Linked DNA regions of Zea mays: regions 2, 3 and 4 are each linked to region 1. Evidence: chromatin contacts called from public Hi-C data. All regions are on one chromosome and are shown on one strand. Each heading gives the region's core, a stretch centred on a gene start, on an enhancer-like site or on the middle of the called end of the contact. The rest is flanking DNA. Distances are from core to core; before and after follow the strand shown. Region 1 overlaps LOC100275976. Region 2 holds the start of LOC100193981. Region 3 holds the start of LOC100274674 (tRNA (guanine(37)-N1)-methyltransferase 1). Region 4 has its middle 140 kb from the start of LOC118476954.

Region 1 (5,425 bases), core at 1,818-4,317:
CAAACCACTAGTGCTTGTGTAGATGTTAAGCATCTTATCCTACTAACATGGTCAGATCATGTTTGAATGCATTAGAGCTAATAGTTAGCTACTAAAATTAGCTAAAGATATCCAACCAGTCTAGCTAATAATTCAACTATTAGTTGCTTATAGCAAATTAGTTAATTTTGGTAACAATTTTTTAGCCAACTAACTATTAGCTCTAGTGCATTAAAACATCCCCTAAGTCAACCGACTGCGGATAATTATCCCATTTATTTCTATCCAAACTAACAACTTTATATGCTAACAACCTTGTCTGCAGCAACTAACCTAGAACCTGATCTGCTAACAACTTTATCTACAATAACTAAGGAGGTGTTTGAATGCCTTAAGCTAATAGTTAGTTGGCTAAAAAATTATTAGTGAAATTAGTTAGCTAATTAACAACTAGCCGGTTAACTATTAGATAATTTGCTAAAAATAGTTAATAGCTGAACTATTAGCTAAATTGATTGAATGTCTTCAAGTAACTTTAGCAGCTAATTAATGAATTCAAACATCTCCTAATTTGGGTGCAACAACTAATCTGAACGCCTTCTCTATATAATGATGAAACTGACATATTTATGGAGGAAAGACACACGATGAATACAATACAACTCACGGTTTATGAATTCTTAGACTTTCCTTTCCTCATTTCATTCATTTATACCCGTTCAAAATCTTTTATTTTTTATTTTGATTTACAGCAGAAGTGGCAGTTTAATTAGAAATATAGAAAGGTTGTTGCGCTACTTTGGAGTTGCGATTTGCTACTTCTTAAGAGTACGTGGCCCGCTATGGCTAGGTCTATAGGAATAGATATTAATTGTGTAGAAACTGGGGCCCTTCGGAATACGTAAAAAAGTTCTTGAATCCTGTGCTTTTTCTACAAAGCTAAACATATGGTCAGCTATCGGCTCATTTGAATTTCCACGAGCTGACTTAACATCCTAGCTCGGTTTGTTAACGAGTCATCTCAATTTATTAACGAGCCAACTCGCGATCTAAACGAGCTACCATATTCCAGCAAAACGAAACTATATGCATATCATTTATACAATAATTGATAAACATGTTATATATATGTGAGGTATTTATGGCCTATGAATTAAACAAATGATTAATGAACTATGTCTATGTGTTAATTTGGTCTATGCAAATATAATTATGGGTTAAACTGATGAACATGTATGTGAATAGTGAATTAATAAGTGATGAATTGTATTACTTTAGTATTACATTGACGTGGTTTGTGAAACTATGAGTATAATTACTATTTTCTATTGTTAAGTTAGTTTGAAATTAACTAAAAAATAATTAGTATGTACATATTATTTTTTCTGCTCTCGCTCGCGAGCTAAACGAGCCAGCTCGAGCTCGTAAACGAGCAGAGCCGAGCTGACTATGTGGCTCGTTACCTTAACGAGTCGAGCTCGCTCGTTAGCTTAACGAGCCAGCTCGAACTCGGACGAGCCGAGCTCGCTCGTTATCCACCCCTAGTAACTACGACGAAAAAAAATTCCCACAGTTCTCACGAACGCTTAACAGAATGCATTAGAACTCATATAAGGGCTAGTTTGGGAATACCAATTTCTCAAGGGATTTATGTTTTCCCATGGAAAAATAAACTAATTTCCTTTGGAAAAATGAAAATCCCTTGGAAAATTGAGGTTCCCAAACTAGCCTAAAAGTTCTATATGGGGATAAATCCCAACGAAGATCCTCGTCTTAGTTTAAATTATAAATAAGACATACATCTCTTGTTATTAATGCAAAACATTTTTACTTATATATATTGTTAAATATAAGAAACATCAAAATAAATATATTTGTACAATAAGTTTAACTAGTATACGAAAATATCGTACATACAAGTTTAACAGGTCCCGCGAAGAGCAGTGATAGGAAATGCTTTTCTGTCCTCATTCCTGTTTATCCGTCGGAGAAAGAATTTTCTCTGCTTACATCCCATGGAGGAAGAAACTTTCCAATCCCCTAAGAGCTTGTTCGGTTACACAATCTAGAAGCAGATTGGATGGCCCCTCCAATCTCATTCTGGATTGGCGTAACCGAACAAACCCTAACGAAAGAATTCCCTCGGGGAATCAGTGATCATGGCCCATTGCCATCTCTAAATATATTCCTGTAAAATTTCAGTATAATTCCAATGTTTTTTGTGTTCGAAAGGGCCCCTAAGCCTAAACATAGTTAAGCAAATCTGAGAGCGGTGTTTGAATGTTCTAGAACTAATAGTTAGTTGGCTAAAAATTGTTAGTGAAATTAACTAACTATAATTAACTATCTAACTCTTAACTAATCTATAAAAATAGCTAAACTATTAGTTAAGATGTTTGGATGTCTTAACTAATTTTAGCCATTAACTATTAGTTCTAGTGCACTCAAACACCTCCTAAGTTCTAAGTGTCCTCGAAGATCAAAAAGATATCTGCTTTGAGCTAAAGCGACCTCCAAGATGCCTTGGACGATTAGGTCAGGCCCCGGCAGACCGAGGAACCCTGGAAAACCCAATTCCACATCATCTATTTATCATCCGAAGAAGCTTCAATCTGTAGATCAGTCTGCTACATTTTTGTTCAACCAAAAATATATAGACCATGGAGAGTCCATAAATTATACTCCCTCAAACACAAAAACAAAACAACTATTGCTTTGCAAAAAGTTAAACAGGTTTAAGTTTAGCCAAATATATTTAAAAAAAATACTAATACTCCTTCCGTTCCAATTTATAATTTGTTTGATTTTTTTATAAATTTGACTGGCTTGTCTTATTCAAAACATTTCACAAAAATTTTGAATAAGACAAGCCGGTCAAACTTGATAAAAAAAGTCAAACGAATTATAATTTATAACAAAGAGAGTATTTTATAATATTAAATAAGTATTAATAAAAAATATGACATGTAGAAGATAAGACAGTCACCGTTAATTGTATTAAGATCTCAAAAACCTCCAACTCCTACCACGCCCATACACAGCAGCCCAGCCCATACGCCAGTGCTCTACCCATCCCATAGGTCAGTGCTCTACCCATACATAACATCACCTTACCATGTATGTCAACGATCAGAACCAGGACCAAAACTTAGACTTGTGCTTACATAGCATCACCTTAGCCTGTATGTCAACGATCAGAACCAGGACCAAAATTTAGACTTGCTTTAATGTAGGACAAACAAGAGAATTTCGTTAACCCTAGTCTAAAATTCGAATTCAAGACTTAAGGAATGTTACTCGAACCACCTAACTCACTCCCGAGATGCTTCGCAATAAGTATCAATCATGAAAAATACTTTTACATGATAAACTTATTTAGAATCATAATATTGTTCTTTATAAACTTAATCAAACTTAAGAATGTTTGACCGATGAGCAAGATCCCAACACAGTATGTACAAGCCAGATGAGCAGGGTTATGTACACAGAACTAGGTTTTCCCTAAGCATATTATATGGTTCACCACGATGGTTAACAGAGCCGTCTTCCAGAGAGGGCGGCAGCACGCTAATAAACTGAATACGGGCGCCCACTGAGATGTCGTCTTCAGTTAAAGCGAGTATGGGTGCCCGCTATTCAGAACTCTGCGAATGACGTCCGTGTTCCATCCAAATACAGAATCCGAGCTGTCAACACGTCCAAGGAAAAGGGGTCACCTGTTGATCGAGATATATGTAGAGAATCTTAACAAAACAAAAAAATTGTTTAGGCTAACTAAGGATGGGCCTTATCACAGGCCGACCAATATCAAATATATCACTCACCTTGGGATCATGATCTCGTGATTGAAAATCCTGTCAGGGATAGCAGGAATGTGGTCCTTTTTCTCGTTGGCGAACTTTATGATCTGGAACAGCACTTCGTTAATCGACGCCTCCAATGCAGCACGCCTTGTGCTGGTCTCCTCCACGGCATTTGCTAGGAGCATATTGCACAAAATGTTACTGCTACATTCTATATGCTTATGGTAGCCTCATGACGTCTGTGAAACTTTAGTTAACAAAATTACCTTGGATGTTTGTCAGCCCTTTGGAGCTGTTTGACTTGCTGTATCTTTTGGGGAACATGACTTGCAAATTGATGAACCATTGCTCCCAATAGATGCGCTCTGTTTTGTTGACAAACCAACCAGGGTGTCTGTGTTTCTCGTCGAAAAAGGAGAGGCAGATCTGAGATATTCAGGGAAGGTAAGCCACTTATCTTAATCAGAAGATAACATAGTTCAGCAGCAACAGAAGTAAAACGCAGCATATGTCTAATTGTTGTACTTCAGACCTGGCTTCTGCGGTTTGGGTGTTTCTCCACCCATGCACTGAACTGGTCTATCTTTTCGTCAACTTCCTTTTCTAGTTCCGGTAGACCACATTGTACCTAAACACATCAAAACATCGAAGTGAGCAGCAGCAAAGACAATGCAAATGAAAGGAAGTTATTAGACTGCAACAAGCAAGGTAATCATATTTGGACAATGCATAATGCATCTGTCATCGTGGTTAAGTTGGGAAGTCGTAGAGAGAAAGAAACTTGCTGCAATTCTTGTTGAAATATACAGTGAAGCCTAGACTTAAAAGTAGGCTTTGGATTTCTAACATACATAACATGAGTTGCTGCCCACAGTACATATTTATCTGCTCATCACTTGTTTGTTGATTCTAAATTTCACAGCTTCCCACAGTACATAATAATCTGCTCATCACTTGTTTGTTGATTCTAAATTTCACAGCTACACATTAAAATCAGTTTACCGAAAAGTAAATCTCAATTATACCTGAAAATGGATTTGGATCATCCAAAATCCAAATGGATTCAACCCGCTTTTGATTTAATTGAATGGATGTTGTTTAGACCAGGACATTCATTGCCATGAGATCCAAACAGGATTGGATTGGATTGGATAGAAGGCTGGATATCCAAATATCCATTGGACCTCTCCCCTCCTCCCGGTGCCTCTCCCATGTGGGCAGCGGCACCTTCACCGTGTGCATCTCCAGCTTCGAGTGGATGCTCACGGTGGCCTTCCTCCAGCTGTTCCTGCTACTGCAGTGATGCCTGCCGCCCTGCCGCCTAAAAAGTGTGTACTGATATGCTTCTCCAGCTTGCCGAACCATGCCTCGAATGGAGTGTAGCTTGTGTACCAGCATAGCTTGGCCGTCTCTGCCATGTCCGGCATTGATGCGCTCTGTCTTAAATCGTCATTGTCTCATGGCCCCGGGTGTTGGATCATATGGTACTGGAAGACCACCTGGTTAGGCCGTGCGAGCGGAGGCGTGTAGCAGCTCGTCCATGACAGCGTGCCACTGCATCTCTGCTTGTCCCTGGAGATGTCAAACTCAGTCGGTGATGCCAGCAAGCTAAAACAGGCTGCTGAGACGGTGGGTACCCTCGA
Region 2 (5,425 bases), core at 1,740-4,239, 360 kb before region 1:
TCCCAGCTGCGGGATCGCTGGCTCGTCTCTCAGCTCAAATGTAACTGGATTGTTCTCCAAAGATGGGTACTGGTCAAGCTGATCATAGGCAAGACAGTCTTCATCCAGCTTTGCTTTACCATCTGCATGGTGCAATCAGAAATGAAATATCCGAACTGAAATATTTCGAAAAGAAGAGAAAACACAAAAGAGACAAGAATAACAGCTTGGACGATAGTCGTGATAGCAACACTTAGCAAGTACAGCAGGTAAAACACGATTGACAAAACACACAAGGGAAAAACTCACCTACTGAACTAGGGAGATCCCAACTGATGTCCCGGAGAATCTCAGGTTCCAGCTCCAGCACTTTTGGTTCATATAAAACCTCCTGAAATCATAAAAGAGGCATGAATGATGTTTCTCATATGACAGTCCGGCAGTGCATGGGAGAATAGAGAGGAAAAGGTAAAAAATGATGTGGTCTAGAACATCATCTTTCTAGTAATATGCTGCTATTTGCTTCGATGTATAACAAGAGCATAGCTATATGTATAACAAGAGCAAATCAAATGACTGGATGCCAATTCATTTTGTTCGTGTAAATGATGAATCAAGAGCATGGCATAATTCAAATGCATAGGCACAGACAGATGAGAAGATGGCTAAGAAAATAACATGAGCCAACTGTTTTTGAACTTCTACTCATGCTTTCATGATTTTTATTGACCATAAATAAGCTACATGGGAGACCTGTTTTTCTTCCTAAAACAAACCAACAATTGGACAATACATATTCATACATAGCCAGCTTCCTTCAGTACTTTGGGCATAGAGAAATTTCCAATATCCAGAAATGGCCTGATTATTTAGAAGTACTGTCAATTTCAGAATATACTTATTATAATAAGCAAATGTTGCAAGTAGAGAGCCAGATTCATAATTCCCAGAATGCTACCTCACAAACATAGTTTTGTCAAAACTCAAAACTGTAAGGTACTGGAGCGGACTAGTGACAACTGTATCAGTTAACAAGGGGAAATGCACAATCAAGTAACACATACTTTTCTCATTCTAATATATCATTCTTAATAATAACAAATCCCGTTTGCTTAATTATGAGCTTGTATGGGACTGACAGTCATACAGAAATGGGGTCATGGTTTTGTAAAATAAATCAATGATAACATAGTTCAACCGTATGAACCACCTACACAAACTGTGAAAAATATTGTTTGCAGTTGAGCCACATACCCTAGCTGGAAACATCAGAGAATCAAATACCGTATCTGACCAACCACGCAAGGCTGAGTTTACTGACGCCACTTTCTTCTTGACACCTAAATAACATGCACAGTTAGCCATATATAGACATGACAAAAAAAACATACACACATTTAAGAACCAAGAGCAATCGTACGTTTGGCTAGCAGATCCTTATCAACCTTCTGAGAATCATTTTGTGTTGAGTGAAACCCTTCCACCCCATCCTTAGCCCACTCATGACACAGTTTGATATCTTCATCAGATAATATTTTCACTGGGTTCTGTGACCTCTGTTTCTGGGTAGATTTCTCTTTCGTGATGGGCCTGTCCTTCAAAGCAGTGCCTTTAATAGTGTTGGTCACATTACTAAAAGCCTTGCGCTGGGACCTCTCTTTCAGGGTGGAAGTGCCCTTCAAACCTGTGCCTTTGGCAAAGTTGGACAAATCCTGAAGAGCTCTCCTCTCTAGATTCCCAGGATTCTCCGACGGCTTCAGCCCTTTGGTCCTTGATCCAGCAGCCCTCTTACCTGAACATTTAGATAAAAGAGATGTATCTAATTCAGGAAAAATCCTTTTCACGAATTAGTTTTTGATAAAAATGCAATCTCACCTCTATTTATCTGTTGGTTCTCGTCAACAAAAACAGAAGCTGGAGTTGGGAAGGCCATGATGGACCAGACAGCTTCTTTCTCTACCTTGAAAGCCGGGCTAAAATCCAATTGACTGATAAAGAGAAACTAATCATAATATAGAAATAATAAATGCTGACTTCTATACGGTATTTCTGAATTCTGATGTACAGAAACTGAACAAGATTTGAAATAAGCTCTGAGAGGCTTAATTTAATATGGATTTGAAGTACCACTAAACTGCAAACATACTAAACTGGATCAGAATTCAGAAGTACACAACCAGGGGAAGAGTTGCATTTCATCTTACAGAGGTCGATTATGAAATTCCATGTAGCAAAACTGCATAACGAGTACCTCCATTCTAGAATATTTGTCACCCGATAGTTCATTTTTAAACTAAACCGTGACAAATAAAAAAGAACCGAGGAGTACGATTTACCAAGGGGAGACAGTGCCTAGATAGGATCCTGGTGATGTGGCTGTGCAGACTTTATTTGCACACCTATGTGATAGCACTTTCCATTGAGATGACATAGACGGAAGCACCACTAAATTAGTGAACCCAACAACATCAAAAGTTCAAAATGCACATATCCTCTACTATCAAGCCAATCAAGATCTAACTGGCATTTTGCATAAGCATCCGATCTGCATCTGCAAACAAATTAACAATGAAAGAGTCTTCGAACCGCTCCTAAATGATGGATTATGAACCCCACTGAGACCTTGTGTGCCCTCAAGAAGAGAAGGGCCACGGAGGGCTAAGCTCGGAACAGCGAACAAATCCACATACAGGGCATCCCAAGAATAGACCAAACGGACCGAAGTACGTTAGGCTTTCGCTTCAGTGGTTCACATCACAGCGAATGACGGCAAAAAAAAAAGGAAGGAATGGAGGGGGAGAGCGCTAGGGTTTACCAGGACAGGAGAAATCAGGTCGATCTCCACTAGCGGATTCAGCAGCAAGGAGAACGAGGACCGGAGAGCAACCCGCGACAGCGTGCCCCGGTGGAGTCGACGGCGCCAGTTCAACGGGACGAGAAAGGGTTTCTTCTTGCCAAGTATTCGGCGTGCGTGGTAGTTGCGGGAAGCAAGGTGGAGAGGAGGCAGAAAAGCTTTTCTGGTGTGCGCTGCTGCTGCGACTGCGAGGAGGGGAAAAAGGGTAGGGGAGCGCTCTTGGCAACGGTCGGATTTTGGATCGGCTTCGGCTCGGCTCGGGAAACCCGTTCGATTAGTATTTTTTTTAGCCTTTCAACGGGCCGTTCCTGAACTGTGCACACTCCCCGCTCGGCCCATTGTTTCCATGTGAGCTAACATTGGGCCGGCCCAAGTCAGCACGTGATAACCCTAATCAGGAACCCTCGTGCCCGTGCGCATATATATCCCCTCTACTGGCCGAAACCCTTCACCTCGCCGGCGCCGCCATCCTCGATTCTCCAAACTCGATTGGTCGACGTGTTTCCGTTCCCTTCTAGCTTTTGTGAACCGTTAAGCTTGGCAATCCTTTTGTGTTGTTTTTTCATTGATTGCGCCATATTAGTGGTTTTGTGTTGAATTTTTCGTTGATCTAGACAAAAATCGTGTGTGGTTTGCAAGATCAGCTTCTTGTTTGGACCTTGAACTGGATCCGGTTCAGGCAATCGGCAATCATACTGCCATCTTGCGAGATTGAATCCGAGCCAGCTTAAACTCACCTGGATCTGACACCCTCGGTGATTTTCTGGGCCCTTTCGGCTGGCACATCTTTTCTACTACTTTCTAAAAGAAAGAACTGTTCGTCCTTTTTGGGTTGTGTTTCGTTGATGTTCGAGCACAGCAAACGCACTCTGTCCCAAAACCTCTCCATGTTTTGTGGCAATTTCTTCGTTTGCGAGAGGGATGTACCCAGAGATCTCGTCCGCGAGGGAGGCTTGCGCTCTGATCTCGTGGAGGATTTTTTGGAAACATGTGTTTGAGCCGTGTCTTATAGAATTTGTTTCTGATTTTGCGTAAAGTTTAGTATTATTCTTCCTTGTTGGTTGATATCCGAGATGATTATGCTCAAATGAAGAACGGTTAAAATTAAAATAATTCCATTAGTACAGGCTATAAATGCTTTAGGTTTTAAATGCTAAATGGTACTCGTACGAGTTTAGGGTTTAGATTATAGTATGTTCTGACCATATAATCTAAATTGTTTTGAACTATCTAGCCTTTGCTTTAGGTTTTAAATGCTAAATGGTACTCGTACGAGTTTAGGATTTGAGATTATAATATGTTCTGACTATAATCTAAATTGTTTTGAACTATCTAGCCTTTGGAGATTTATCACATGGAATGCAATTCCTCGATGCATTAATCATCAATGCATGAGATGAATATACAATTGTCAAAGCATCGATGTTTGAAATTGGCTTATGCTTCCCAAAACAAATTCATAGTTGTTAGATACGTTGCGGTTACTGGGGAAACACTTTTTAGTGGCATCAACATCTGAACGTCAACTGGGTTATCTCAAGATCCGTCGGTTTGTTGGCGAGCAAGCACGCATTACCGTACAGCATCTTCCACAGAACTTAAAATTAAATGGAAATAAGAAAAATCAAGCATCCAAGTCTTCTAAATTCCCTGTCTGTAGCTACAAAATTATTTGTCAAATAAAAGACTTTGTTGGTTTAGGTGTTGCTAACCTAGCTACCAATAATATTTGCTTACTTAGCAAATGATCATCAATAAGGATGAAGTTTGACATCAAATTCTCAAAAACAAGTATTTGCTATGCACCTCATGAAGATTAAAGATGAATTTTTTTAATCAGGGTCAATTTTAGATAGTTGATGGCTAAGGTGGTTTGTGTATGGATGACCTTTGAATATATCGCTAAAAGAGTAATATCTAAATCTTTTTAATGTGGTGAGTGGAGAAAAATTTGTTCAGTGGCAAAATTTGTTGGCCACAGCTGATTTGTACTCGAGAGAGTTTTCTTTGGGGGCTCAACAAAATAGACTTTTCTCTCCTTTGGAAGCTAAAGATCTCCCTAAAAAATAAAAATTTCTTGTGTTTTTATGGAGGGGTGTAATCCTCAATGAAGATAACCATGCAAAATGAATGTGGTTGGAAATTTTGAACTGTAAACATAACGAGAGTATTCGTTGTCTTTTATTTGATTGTTATATTGCTAGAAATATTTGGAGAACCATTTTCTTTGTATTCCATGTAGACAAATCTTATAGTATTAATCATATTATAGGGGCTTGGTAATCCAACAAAGAAATGACACAGAAGAAATTTTTAATTGGAGTAGCAGCAATGTTTTGGTTTACTTGGCTTTTCTGTAATAAAGTTTTTAATCTTAAACCAATATGGTCCATTCTACAAGTCATTTTTAGAGAAACACATTGGCTCCGATTTTAGAGATTGTTGCAAAAACAAGATTCTCATCCAAAAGTTCTTGATGTCTGTCATTCCTTTGAGGGGGTGGCCATGGAGATCTTCCCATGCTATGGGTGGCGATCTAATGCTAGGACTGTGGCTGCTTAGTTTTGTTTATGGTTTCAATCAGATAATTGT
Region 3 (5,425 bases), core at 939-3,438, 270 kb before region 1:
CCAAAAATTATAGGAAAAATTCTTAGACATGATTTGGCACCCAATAAACTCAAAAAACATATTTAGAACTTTTGAAAAATGTTTTTAAGTACCTCAAATAAATAGGTTTTAAATTTTGAAAAATAGAAAAATATTTAGAAAAATATGAAATTTTATGGGAGACTTCTACAAGATATATTAACATGTTTCAAACACTTATTTCACTTAGAAACACTGTGCAACAGCAAGAATGCAACAATAATGGCATTTTTAGGGCTCTCGCCAATATAGAACCAAAATAATTCTCTAATGTTTTGATAAAGGGAAAAGAAAAGTGAAGACACCTGAATTTTGAGTAAAGAGCACAGAAATTTTTATACCCAAAAATAAGGGTGTTACAGAACACAAAGCAAAGGGAAGGAACCAGAAATGAGTGTCAATGAATCCTCTATCATGGAGAGGAGCATGTTGAACAAAATCTATAGGACGAGCCAATATTGTTTGCTAGATCAGTCCAACCCTGATACGAACAATGACATAAAAAGGACCATAAACTTACCATGAAAAAACCGACCAAACAATTACAGTTAGATGATAAAGAAAATATAAAAGAGGTGAAAAAATACGAGGAATAATATTATACCATTTTTATGAGATATGTAGTTTTTATTTTTAAAAGTTTTTACAATTTATTTATTTTCTTTGAATTGTGTATTTTTTTACTTCTCCAAAAGTGTCTCCAAGAGTCTTTCTAAATTTCATTCTCTAAATTATCATTTGGAGAGTCGTTTGCATAAAAACTACTTTGTATATCTTTCTAATCTCTAACAACTTGTCTATATATTGTTTTCACTCTAGAGTCATTCGTATTTTCTATTTTTTGCTAGCGATAAACCCAGAATAGAAGATAACTGTATTTGGATAACTATTTAAATAAGCTGGTGGAAGACATTTTTTCTACAAAAAAAATTCTATTCATATTAATTAGGAAGGATATAGAAAGTCTCCTGAAATTGCTCTAAGAGCATCTCCAACAATGCCTCAAACTGATGTCTCAAATTGAAATATAGGGCTATATAAAGAAAAAAAATTACTCCAATAATGCCTTATTTTATAAAATTTGATTAAAAAATATAGGGCACCATCTCAAGTACATCAAATATACTAAACCGTAGTGGTCTGCCCTATAATTTAGATTTAAGACTTTACTGTTAGATCATAATATTTTGTTGGTGCCTTATTTTCTATAAAAATATACTTATTTTTAAACTATAAAACATTTTTATAGGTCATGTTGATGAAGATGATCTAATACGATTTATGGAAAAAGGTCTATTTCCATATCCTCTTCCGTGTTTATTTCTCGTTCTCATGAACCACGACCCAAACAGCTGATATAATTTCCACCGATATCCCACAATCCAAGCCGATTTTTTTATTTTAGCCCTTTTCAGAAAAAAATTTACGTTTGACCCGATTTAATGTCGTTGTTTTGACCTATTTCTCGGTGTTATGGCTCATAGCGCTCAAACATGTCTCGCGTCATAAGCCATGGCGTCGAGGTACCTAATGCGATGGTATCTCGATACACGCTGTCAGCTCATGTGACCTAGCTCGATGCATAGATTTTGGAACCGACCTAGGCAATGGTCTCCCAGTTGCCTCTGCCGAACATGCATGGGTACATATGTATGTGTCAGCGTGATAGTGTCAGACGTCGGCACGTAGATAAAAAATACGGTATATAAGATGATCGAAAAAGGATGTATAACCATCTAATATCTTTAAAACAAAAGAATAAAAAATTATACCCTACATGCTAATAACGACGGTTTAAGAAGCATAAGTCCTACTCAAAGCACTCATACCTACAAGTGACGTGGATAGTCTCATTATTGTCATTTTAAACCGGCTTCCATATATAAAAAAACTGTCTATATGCTGTAGCGTGGTGCTCCATGATATCAAGCTGTCAGGGAGGTTGTGTGTTGTAGTTGCGTCAGGGAGATGTCAGGCACGGTCGCACAGGAAGCCTTTCAAAAGCACGCACCCTTTCCTGTGAAATCCGTTTCTTCTCCTTATCCAATCAGCCATTGTCTAGTTCGGCGCCACAATCGTGAGGCGTAGAAATAGATCACATCAATTATCAGCGTGCCGTCGAGACATGTTTACCCAACGTCACCAGCCTTGACGTCGAGCAAAACGTCTAAAAAAGAAATTAAGTCGTCCATCAGTCAAACTTAATAGCTAAAGTTAAAAAAAAATTCGGACGACCCAAACGCCACCCAGCGGCCACCGCCACGCCCGCTCCGTTTCCCGATTCCCCAGCGGCCAAAACCCTAGAAACCTCCAGCCAGAGGGAGGAGTTCAAGAGAGAGAGAGTGTGTGAGAGAGAAAGAGAGGGAGAGCCGGAGAGGGGCTATGGAGAAGCTGGATGAGAGCAAGTTCGAGCAGCGGTTAGAGCTCTTGGCGCTCCGCATCCCCCGTGAGCTCGCCTCCGCAGTTACCCGCCTCCTTCGCTCCGGGTAACGTTTCTCCCTTGTTCCAGGTTCCAATCCAATTAATCTGGTAGGAACATGAAAAACGAACGGATAACTTAGTTATAGTATCCGTTGCGTCAACGACTAATTGGGGGCTCATTTCCCTTCCCCATCTGTGATTTTAGTTATCTGCTCGACAAGCCAAGGGTTAAACCTGTAGTTGAGGACCCCGAGGGCGACAAGAACCGGCTCGTCATACTGTCTGAAAGGATTCAGAAGCCCGGTATGTTACTCTTAGGATGGGCTCTGTCAGTTGCAAAAAAATTACACTATTAACTGAGCAAACATTGCAGCGCCACGTCACCAAATCATGTTGGAATAGCCAGCACATTACTCCATTGAACTATAATATAAGGCTATTTGAAATGTTCCTGTGGCTTCAGAAATCTCTGACTCTTGCAACACAATTTTCTGTCCTGATCAGTCTCTTGGTATTTAAAGGATAATGACTTACCCGTGTTAATGTTTTGGTGTGCAGATTTATCTGACATGTCACAGCAGGCGCTTGATTCATTGAAGCAACTATGCAATGTTGAAGTTGTACCTTACACATTGACCCTAGGTTATTCATATTGGAGTGCAGGTCTGTTTAAGATCTTTTCTTTATAATCTGATTTCTGTTATGTTTTAGTATCGTTCGACTTTGTGGTACATATCTTCCATATTCTTTTGTTCTATAAATTTTCTATGAAGTTTTAAGTCTTCTTTACTAAAAAGGGTGCCATAATTCACCCATTGCTGCTTATTAATTGTCATCGACATTTGCCTTTTCCTTTATTGATGAGTTTTGAGCTGACAAAACCAGTTCAACCATTTTTAAATTTTTTAATATTATGGGTTTGATCAATGTTTTTTTTTAAATTTCTGATAGATCACATTTTGAAGCGAATCCTGCCTGCTGGAGTGGAGGTACCCTCTTCGTTTGAGACAATTGTTAAGTATACTAAACTTGATGATACTTTTCTTGATTTTGTTGTTATCTCTTTTTAAATATTTTTTGTATGATGTCTGCAGGTCATGTTGCTCATCTGAACATATCTGATGACTTGCTAGCATATAAAGATGTCATAGCAAAGGTTATCTATGACGTAAGCACACTTCTACGTACTTCTTTTTCTTAGTAACTTGCTCGCTTTATATATTCTTAGACTCTCTGATTCACAAATCACAACACCATGCATGCAGGACGCATATGCCATATATATTTTGTACAAAAAATGTTCCAAAAAGGGGTTCATAACCAAACTTGCAAGCTCTGCAGATTGCCTTGTACAGATTTAGAAATGTTGTCAATTTATCGTACTCTTCATTTCTTCAATGCTGGTTGATGGGAACTTGCATTGACACGAAGTAGTATTAAATGAATTGACACTGTGAGCAGTTAACACTGGAAACATTAGATAATATCATGAACATATGTGAAATTTTGCTGCCTAACTTTGTTGATTTATTGATGATCAGAATATCTGAAAACATCATAAACTATGTTGCTTGCTTAATAATTCACTAATCATTCAATATCATATCTATATGCAGAAAAATTATCCAAGGATTCAGACCGTGGTGAATAAAGTGGGGACAATAACAAATGAATTTAGAGTCCCGAAGTTTGAGATCTTAGCAGGGAAAAATGATATGGTTACTGAAATTAAACAATATGGTGCAACATTCAGACTTGATTATGGTTTGGTCTACTGGAATTCAAGACTCGAGCATGAGCATATCAGATTAGTTTCCCTGTTCAAGAAAGGAGATGTTATATGTGACATGTTTGCTGGTATAGGTCCATTTTCAATCCCGTCTGCTCAGAAAGGTTGTGTTGTATATGCAAATGACTTGAATCCAGATAGTGTTCATTATCTAAGAACTAATGCAAAGATTAACAAGGTGGAGGACTATATATTCGCCTACAACATGGATGCTAGAGTGTTCATGCAAAAATTGATGACTGTGCCTGGCCTGGAAACTAGATCAGACTCTCAAGTTGCCACTGATGAATCCTATTCTAAAGAAGGGGTTCCACCTAATGAAATTTCTTCTTCAAATGGAAACCATAATGGTGCCTTCTTTTCTTATGAGATTCCTATTCACCCCTGGATATTGAGTGTTTGTGGTCCTCACACACTAACTGTCTAACTCTACTAGTTTTTCTTCAACTCTTTCTAGATGTTCGAGAGGACATTAAAAATGGTGCTAATGAATCCTCTGCGGCAAGCACTACTACTAAAAAGCGACAACAAACTTCAGAAGAAGGTAACTATGCTGTGTATTCTGCAGTGTCTTTAGTAAGTAGTAAACTTGCAAGAAGTCAATTTACCCGGGTTTGGCTAGTATGTGAGATTTCGTTGGCACAAGTGACAAGCCAATGATGCACTCAAAAATGACATATTCCCACTTCCGTCATCTGTACTAGAATAGTAGTTGTCTACTAGGACATGGAGGTGACTGCATGCAACACAATATCACCAAACACAGCTCGCCTATGCACGACAACCAAACACCAAGACATTGTATACATTTATGCTGTCTTAGGCTGTGCAGTGCATAAGGTCTAATGCAAGCTAAGCCTAATGCAACCAACGAATCACTCCCTTATTTTCACGAAACTTCTTTGAGTGTGCCAGATTCCTAATTAAACTAAAATTTTCTACCTGTCTCCAATAGGTGATGAACCTGATTGCCAAGATGCAGATGCTAATAAAACAAAAAGACAAAACAAAAAGAGAGTGAGAGGATTAGGGCCACTGCCATCCAAGCCATGGGAACACTTTGATCATGTACTGATGAATCTACCTGCTTCCGCTTTGCAGTTCCTCGGTAATTTTTTATCCTCATGCTTTTGTGTTATAATTTAATTATAGCATCACATTGTAGCCATTGGCTTTTTTTATAGCATGATATGGAAA
Region 4 (5,425 bases), core at 1,617-4,116, 260 kb after region 1:
GTTTTAGGCTTGTGGGTTCAATCACTTCATGGGAAAGAAGACAGATTACAATGAGATGGCGGTCAGACAGTTCTTAGCCACATCTGAGATCGACACAGAGGAAATGTCCATCATCTGGATGACAGGGCATAGAAGGTACTCCACTACCTTTGCTGAGTTTGTTGAAGCAAATATCCTAAATTACAATATGATCTCGGTAGGACTTGACATGTACACTAAGGATATCTTTGAAGACTATGTGCAGTACTATAAGCCTGTAATGCTTGGAATTCCTAGAAGGATTGGAGAGATCCAGGGATAAGGCATCATCCTGCAGTTATTAACAAGATTGCCAAGGTCACAATCGTTCCTAAGAGTGTGGACAAAGGGAAGATAAGGGACAAGTTCTGGAACATAATCCACCGTGTCTTGAAAGGTGAGGTAATGAATGTGGTTCTCTTCATGATGAGACAGTTGAATGACTTAAAATGGATAAGAACCAGAATCTGGCTTATGCTCCCTATATCATGGCCCTCATTCAATCCAAGAAAACATTTGAAGGGAGATGTGATGTAGCTCACACCCCTTTCAAGCATTTCAAGAATGAGATTGGTTTTTTAGAGGCCACTAATTCCTTTCCTTGACAATGAGGATGCGACAGACGATGATCAACAAGATGACCCTATTCTAGATGCAGCACAATAGATGCCTCCTCCACCTCCACCTCAGCAACTTGAGCAGTACTGATAGCATGGTCCAGGGTATTTTAATCCTTACTTCCATCAAATGTAGCTGTAACACCCCTGGTGTTACGTTAACTAAAACTCTAAAATGTCATCATAAGCATTTGCATTAACTGCTTGATACACCTAGAATGCATTCACTAGGTCAAAAAAATCAATGAATATGGTGTTGTGTATTAGAGTATAGAGCTCAGGTTAAGAACTTTGCTTGAGACATGGGAAGAGAAGTCGTCTCTAAGCAAGTAACAAATTGACTTGGAGTCTTAAGTGCTAAAGGTAGGTCTTAGAGCCCAAAGTGGCCTTGTTTTGGAATTATGGTCAAGTGGAAGAAGCACTTAAGGAACTGGAATAATCCAAACCTTAACTTGAGTTTTGCTTGGAAGAGATGGTTAAGTAAAGCAAATTCGAAACTAAGGACACTTTGGACATGAGCTTCATATACTAGAGTTGGATTTGAGATTAAGGGGAGTCACTTGGCTTTTAGGAGTATGGATTGAGTTGATAAATCACTAGATGAGAAGGAGTCACATTTGAAACCCTCAACTAGCCCAAAAGTGGAGTTTTAAATCTAGAGAGAATTTGCTAGTGGTCCATATATCAAAGTTGTATATTTTGAAAAGTTGAACAACTTTCATGTATGGAGAATTCCAAGTTTTAGAGGAAAAGTTGGAGTAAAAAGCTTAATTCAGTTTTGAATCAGACTTGAAGTTTGCTGAAAATAATATCAACTAGCTGTGTTTGGGCCTTCATAACTTTCGATTTATAAACAGTTTGAAGATGGTCATTATAACAAAGTTATAGGGCCACATGAGGAGTACAAGTTTTGTTAAGTAATCTAGCCCTAAAGCTATTTGGAACTTGGAGAAAAACTAGTCCAAAGTAGAGCTGTCAGAAATTGTTGATTTCAGACATTGAAATTCTGAGTCTTAATTTCAGCAATTGATGCAAACTTTGGGCTAGTGTGGTTTGGAATACAAGAGGCTTTGGTTAATGGTCACTATATAAAACTTGTAGAGGAACTATAGGAGTATAAACTTTATTGAGAAACATGCCCTAGAATCATTTGGAACCAGGAGAAAAAGGTGACTAAAGAGGGGCTGTCAGAATTCTGAATTTTTCAGATTGGGAATAGTATCTGAATCTGAAATTAATATTTTTAGTGCAGTTTTGGGGTTGTGTACTGCCTGTTCGATGCAGTTTTGGACCATGGTTTATGTAGAGGAAGTGAAGACCATATAGTGGTGAATAACATTCTTTTAAGGTGATGGACATGATCCTATACGAAGATTTGAGTAACAGCTGCTCAAATTTGGACTGTCAGGTTGCTGAAACTGAATTGTATTCAGTTCACTGTAAACTGAAATTCAGCACAAGGGTGTCTAGTTTGGAGCTCTATAGTGCAAGGAGATTTGGGTTTGCAGTTCCATAGCAAAATGGAAGACCATATCAAGAAGAACAAGTTTCATACACAGAGTTGGTCTTGCTAGTGTGTAGAATTTAGAAAGAAGAGTGTTGCAAAACTCCCTGTCAGAATGGTAGGGTGTTGTTTCAGTTAAGCTGAAAATGGGGTTTCAGCAGTTTTTCTCTACTTTGGTGCTTCATAAATATGGTTATGAATGTTTTCAGCCTAGGGGTGCTATACCAAGTTGGTAGGGCTATAGTTAGACAGTATCTTTGATTAATGGAGGTGGGTCTGTTGTTAAGGGGAATTGTGAGATCCAAGGGCTTAAACAGTGAGAAGTGGAATGGAGTAGTAGTGCTGTTTCAGTTAACTTCAGAGTTTGGTTTCAGAAACTGAACAAGATCCTCTCTCTGCTGTACTCTAGCCATGTGCTCGAGTTGGGATACATCCCTGAAGATCTGGGGCTCTCCATACTGTAAATATCTAGGGTTTGGACTGTTGTGGGGGGCTGTGAGCAGTAGAGTCCTTATCCATTTTGTTCACTGTCTCTAGTATGGGACAGGGGGAGATATTTGTGTATGTTGAAGAGCTGGCCTAGTGTTGGGTATTTGTTTGACACGTATGTAATCTTGTGCAGTGCTGGCGCCCAGGGAGTACTCCACTATGTTGTGAACAAGTTAAGGGTACTTGCTCACATATTGAGTGCCTTAGGGCTTGGCTTTAGTGGAATTTTCTCCCTGCCCCAAGCTCTGGTCAAGGTTCACAGTGAGTGTGTTGTAGTTTTTGTGCCCACTCTGGTTCTAACCCTCTCCCCAACCTCATCTGTTGGCCTGCCCTGAACCCTTGCACGCCAGCACCCTGTCTGGTGACCACAACAGCAGTTCTCACCCTCGTCGTGGCCCGGATTCCTCGGAGGTTGTCTCGGTCGTGTGGTGCTCGTTCCCTACTCCTCAAAGGTCAGTGAAGCATTGGTATTGCTGCTGTGTAAAAAAATTGGATAAAACGTCACAAAACTTTCACTGACAGGTATATGGTTTCAGTCAGCTGAAACAGAATTTTATGTGTTCTCCACCTATTTTTGGAGCACTATAACTCTTGATCCATGAATCTTTGACCTAAGGCTGCTGCAGCAAACTTGTACAGATATGTTTGGTAAACAAATTTTATTAGTCAAGGTTGGCCTATTATTGTTTGGAATTGTGAGGAGTAATGGAGTTAAAGGTGGGGGTTCAGTTTGGTGTAGAGTTCAGTTTCAGAATCTAAAATGTAATTCAGTTTGCTGAATTTTTAGAAACCGTGAATTCCTCTCAGTTTTGGACCATTCTAAGTCTCAATTCTTGAAGTTTTGGTGGATGATCATTGCATTAAACTTGAAGATCTAATATTGGGGAGCAATTTTTTTTGAGAAGGATCTCCCTATCCTTGCTTTGAATTGGGAGAAAAGGTTATTCCAAGTTGCTCTGTTAGGTAGAGGGTGCTGAATTTAGTTCAGTTAGCTGAATTGTGTAGTTTGGTGGATTTCCAACTTTGGAGCTCTCTAACCTGAAGTCTGTTGAGTTTTAGCTAGTATCCGTTAAAGTAAAGTTGGAGAGTGATCATAGAAGAGAAGCTCCTAGTAAGAAAGTGTATCAAGCCAGCATAGGGAAATGAGAGAAAATCTGATTGGAAGTTCTAGGTTTAGGCTTGGTATAGTGATTTGAGCACAGTTTAAAATTCAGATTGGGAGCGGAACGATCCTCCCGCCTCTGTTGTGTTCCAATGTGTCAATCCAAGCTGAGGCTGAGGTTTGATATTGGAAAAGCAGGTAGTTGAAGAGGATTATAAGCCGATCCTTAACTGGGCGAATGGAGACTGGACCGGTTTCAGATTGGGCAGAGGGGGCCGGCATGCTCAGGCTACAAGTCAGCCGAAGCCTGTTTGCTACTTCAAGTTTGGTTGCACTGGTTAAAAAAAACCACCACCTATCCCAACCCAGCTGTCCCTGAGCCATCAAAATGCGGCCACGTATCTGCTTGTGTTGTGCAGTTTCTGCTGTTGCCATGTACAAGAGCTGCCACACAGCTGCTGGCATCGTATGCCAAAACCTTTCTCTGTCGTGATATGCACCAACGCAGCAAAGTGCTCCTTCCTTTTTCCATTGCTGTGCTCCCTGCTCCAAGTGAGAACTTTCGGTGTTCTAGCGCTCTAGCCCCTGGCGTCACCAGCCTTGACCTCACGCTCTGCCCAGCAGCCCACCTCGCCGCTTGCCTCTTCGTCCGTTGGTCGCGGTCCACAGAAAAGAATCCCCATCGCCAGGAGCCCTGCTTGTATCTCCACTTAAGGCTAGCGTCCATCTTTGGGTGAGGTAGGAAGGGTCTTTAGGCTAGAAATACTTCCATACGTTTATTGTTCTACCGAACTTCTAGGATTGTAATTTGATGCGGTTTTTAGTCAAGAAATTCGGGTGGCCAGCGCCCTCGTTCTGCGTTTGTGTAGAGTATTGAAGTTCAGTAAGTAGCTTCCTGGTAGTTATATATTTTTTTGAAAACTTAGTGCAGGAGCTCTGCTATTTCATTTAAGGAGAGAAGGGAAACAAGAGTCTTAAAAAGTTGCTATTACATATAACGAAAAACACTCAAACACAATCCAAAAAAGAGAAGACATTATACTACACATGGATGCCCAACTGCAGCTCGTCTCAACGCCATTTCTTGTTTGGCCAGATGAAAGACCACTTGTGTCGATGCTTGCTTGCCCTAAAAAATACGCCGATTCCGCTCCTTCCAAATATTCCAGGTGAAGTACATAAGCAAACCCGAAACAGTGAGTTGATCTTCTTTCGATTTGTTTTGGAGCACAACAGCCCACCACGAATCGAAGCTCTGAATATCTGAGCTGGGCGGCATGATCAGATTATTGGTCCACGACCTGACTAACTCCCACACTTCCAAAGCAAAAGGGCACTTGAGACAAAGGTGAATCGCAGTCTCCGGCTCTTGATCGCAAAGGACACATAGAGGATTGCATGGCCAATTTCTTTGACTTAGTTTATCTGCTGTGAGGATCTTTGCTTGAATGAGCAGCCACACAAAGAACTTATGTTTCCCTTCGGCGTGCGCCTTCCAGATAGATTTTGCTTTGAAAGCACTGTAAGAGCCCTTGAATTGTGCAAGATAAGCTGATTTGGAAGAGTACACTCCATTCTCGGTCCATATCCACCGAATGCAATCTTCCTGGTCATTGAGCTGCACCCCTCAATATGGTTCCACAATTGTATGAATTCAGCCATCTGTTGAACATTTTCCATTCTCCAGAGACCTCT

What was found. A called contact is a pair of places that touch in the nucleus more often than the background predicts.
Region 2: a contact with region 1 is called in a Hi-C map of ear, with 2.5 times the contacts expected there. The contact joins the promoter of LOC100193981 here to the enhancer-like site in region 1. A contact is called at or near these places in 3 of 25 Hi-C or Micro-C datasets (bundle sheath, ear and leaf).
Region 3: a Hi-C map of ear shows a contact between it and region 1, with 2.8 times the contacts expected there. The contact joins the promoter of LOC100274674 here to the enhancer-like site in region 1. A contact is called at or near these places in 6 of 25 Hi-C or Micro-C datasets (bundle sheath, ear, leaf and 1 more).
Region 4: a Hi-C map of ear shows a contact between it and region 1, with 4 times the contacts expected there. The contact joins two enhancer-like sites. A contact is called at or near these places in 6 of 25 Hi-C or Micro-C datasets (ear, leaf, tassel and 1 more).

What each region holds. Positions count from the first base shown.
Region 1 is chr4:139,319,039-139,324,463 of Zm-B73-REFERENCE-NAM-5.0, forward strand. It overlaps LOC100275976, which reads right to left. Exons shown (of 8, transcript NM_001403698.1): 5 at 4,315-4,410; 6 at 4,049-4,208; 7 at 3,804-3,957; 8 at 3,305-3,665. The coding sequence ends at 3,590. Among protein-coding and RNA genes, the nearest start is that of LOC109946038, 7.7 kb to the right of the region's middle. Within about 2 kb of position 3,068, at least 13 of the 20 cell types and tissues checked have an H3K27ac peak or open chromatin away from gene starts, as enhancers often do. A contact at or near this core is called in ear and leaf, where this site is marked.
Region 2 is chr4:138,959,159-138,964,583 of Zm-B73-REFERENCE-NAM-5.0, forward strand. It overlaps LOC100193981, which reads right to left and starts at 2,990. Exons shown (of 6, transcript NM_001139048.1): 1 at 2,795-2,990; 2 at 1,855-1,967; 3 at 1,400-1,771; 4 at 1,234-1,319; 5 at 289-370; 6 at 1-122. The coding sequence starts at 1,912.
Region 3 is chr4:139,048,327-139,053,751 of Zm-B73-REFERENCE-NAM-5.0, forward strand. It overlaps LOC100274674 (tRNA (guanine(37)-N1)-methyltransferase 1), which reads left to right and starts at 2,189. Exons shown (of 11, transcript NM_001148994.2): 1 at 2,189-2,504; 2 at 2,645-2,742; 3 at 2,998-3,102; 4 at 3,391-3,453; 5 at 3,534-3,607; 6 at 4,056-4,578; 7 at 4,686-4,772; 8 at 5,184-5,336. The coding sequence starts at 2,401.
Region 4 is chr4:139,579,360-139,584,784 of Zm-B73-REFERENCE-NAM-5.0, forward strand. No RefSeq gene overlaps it. Among protein-coding and RNA genes, the nearest start is that of LOC118476954, 140 kb to the right of the region's middle. Within about 2 kb of position 2,867, at least 3 of the 20 cell types and tissues checked have an H3K27ac peak or open chromatin away from gene starts, as enhancers often do.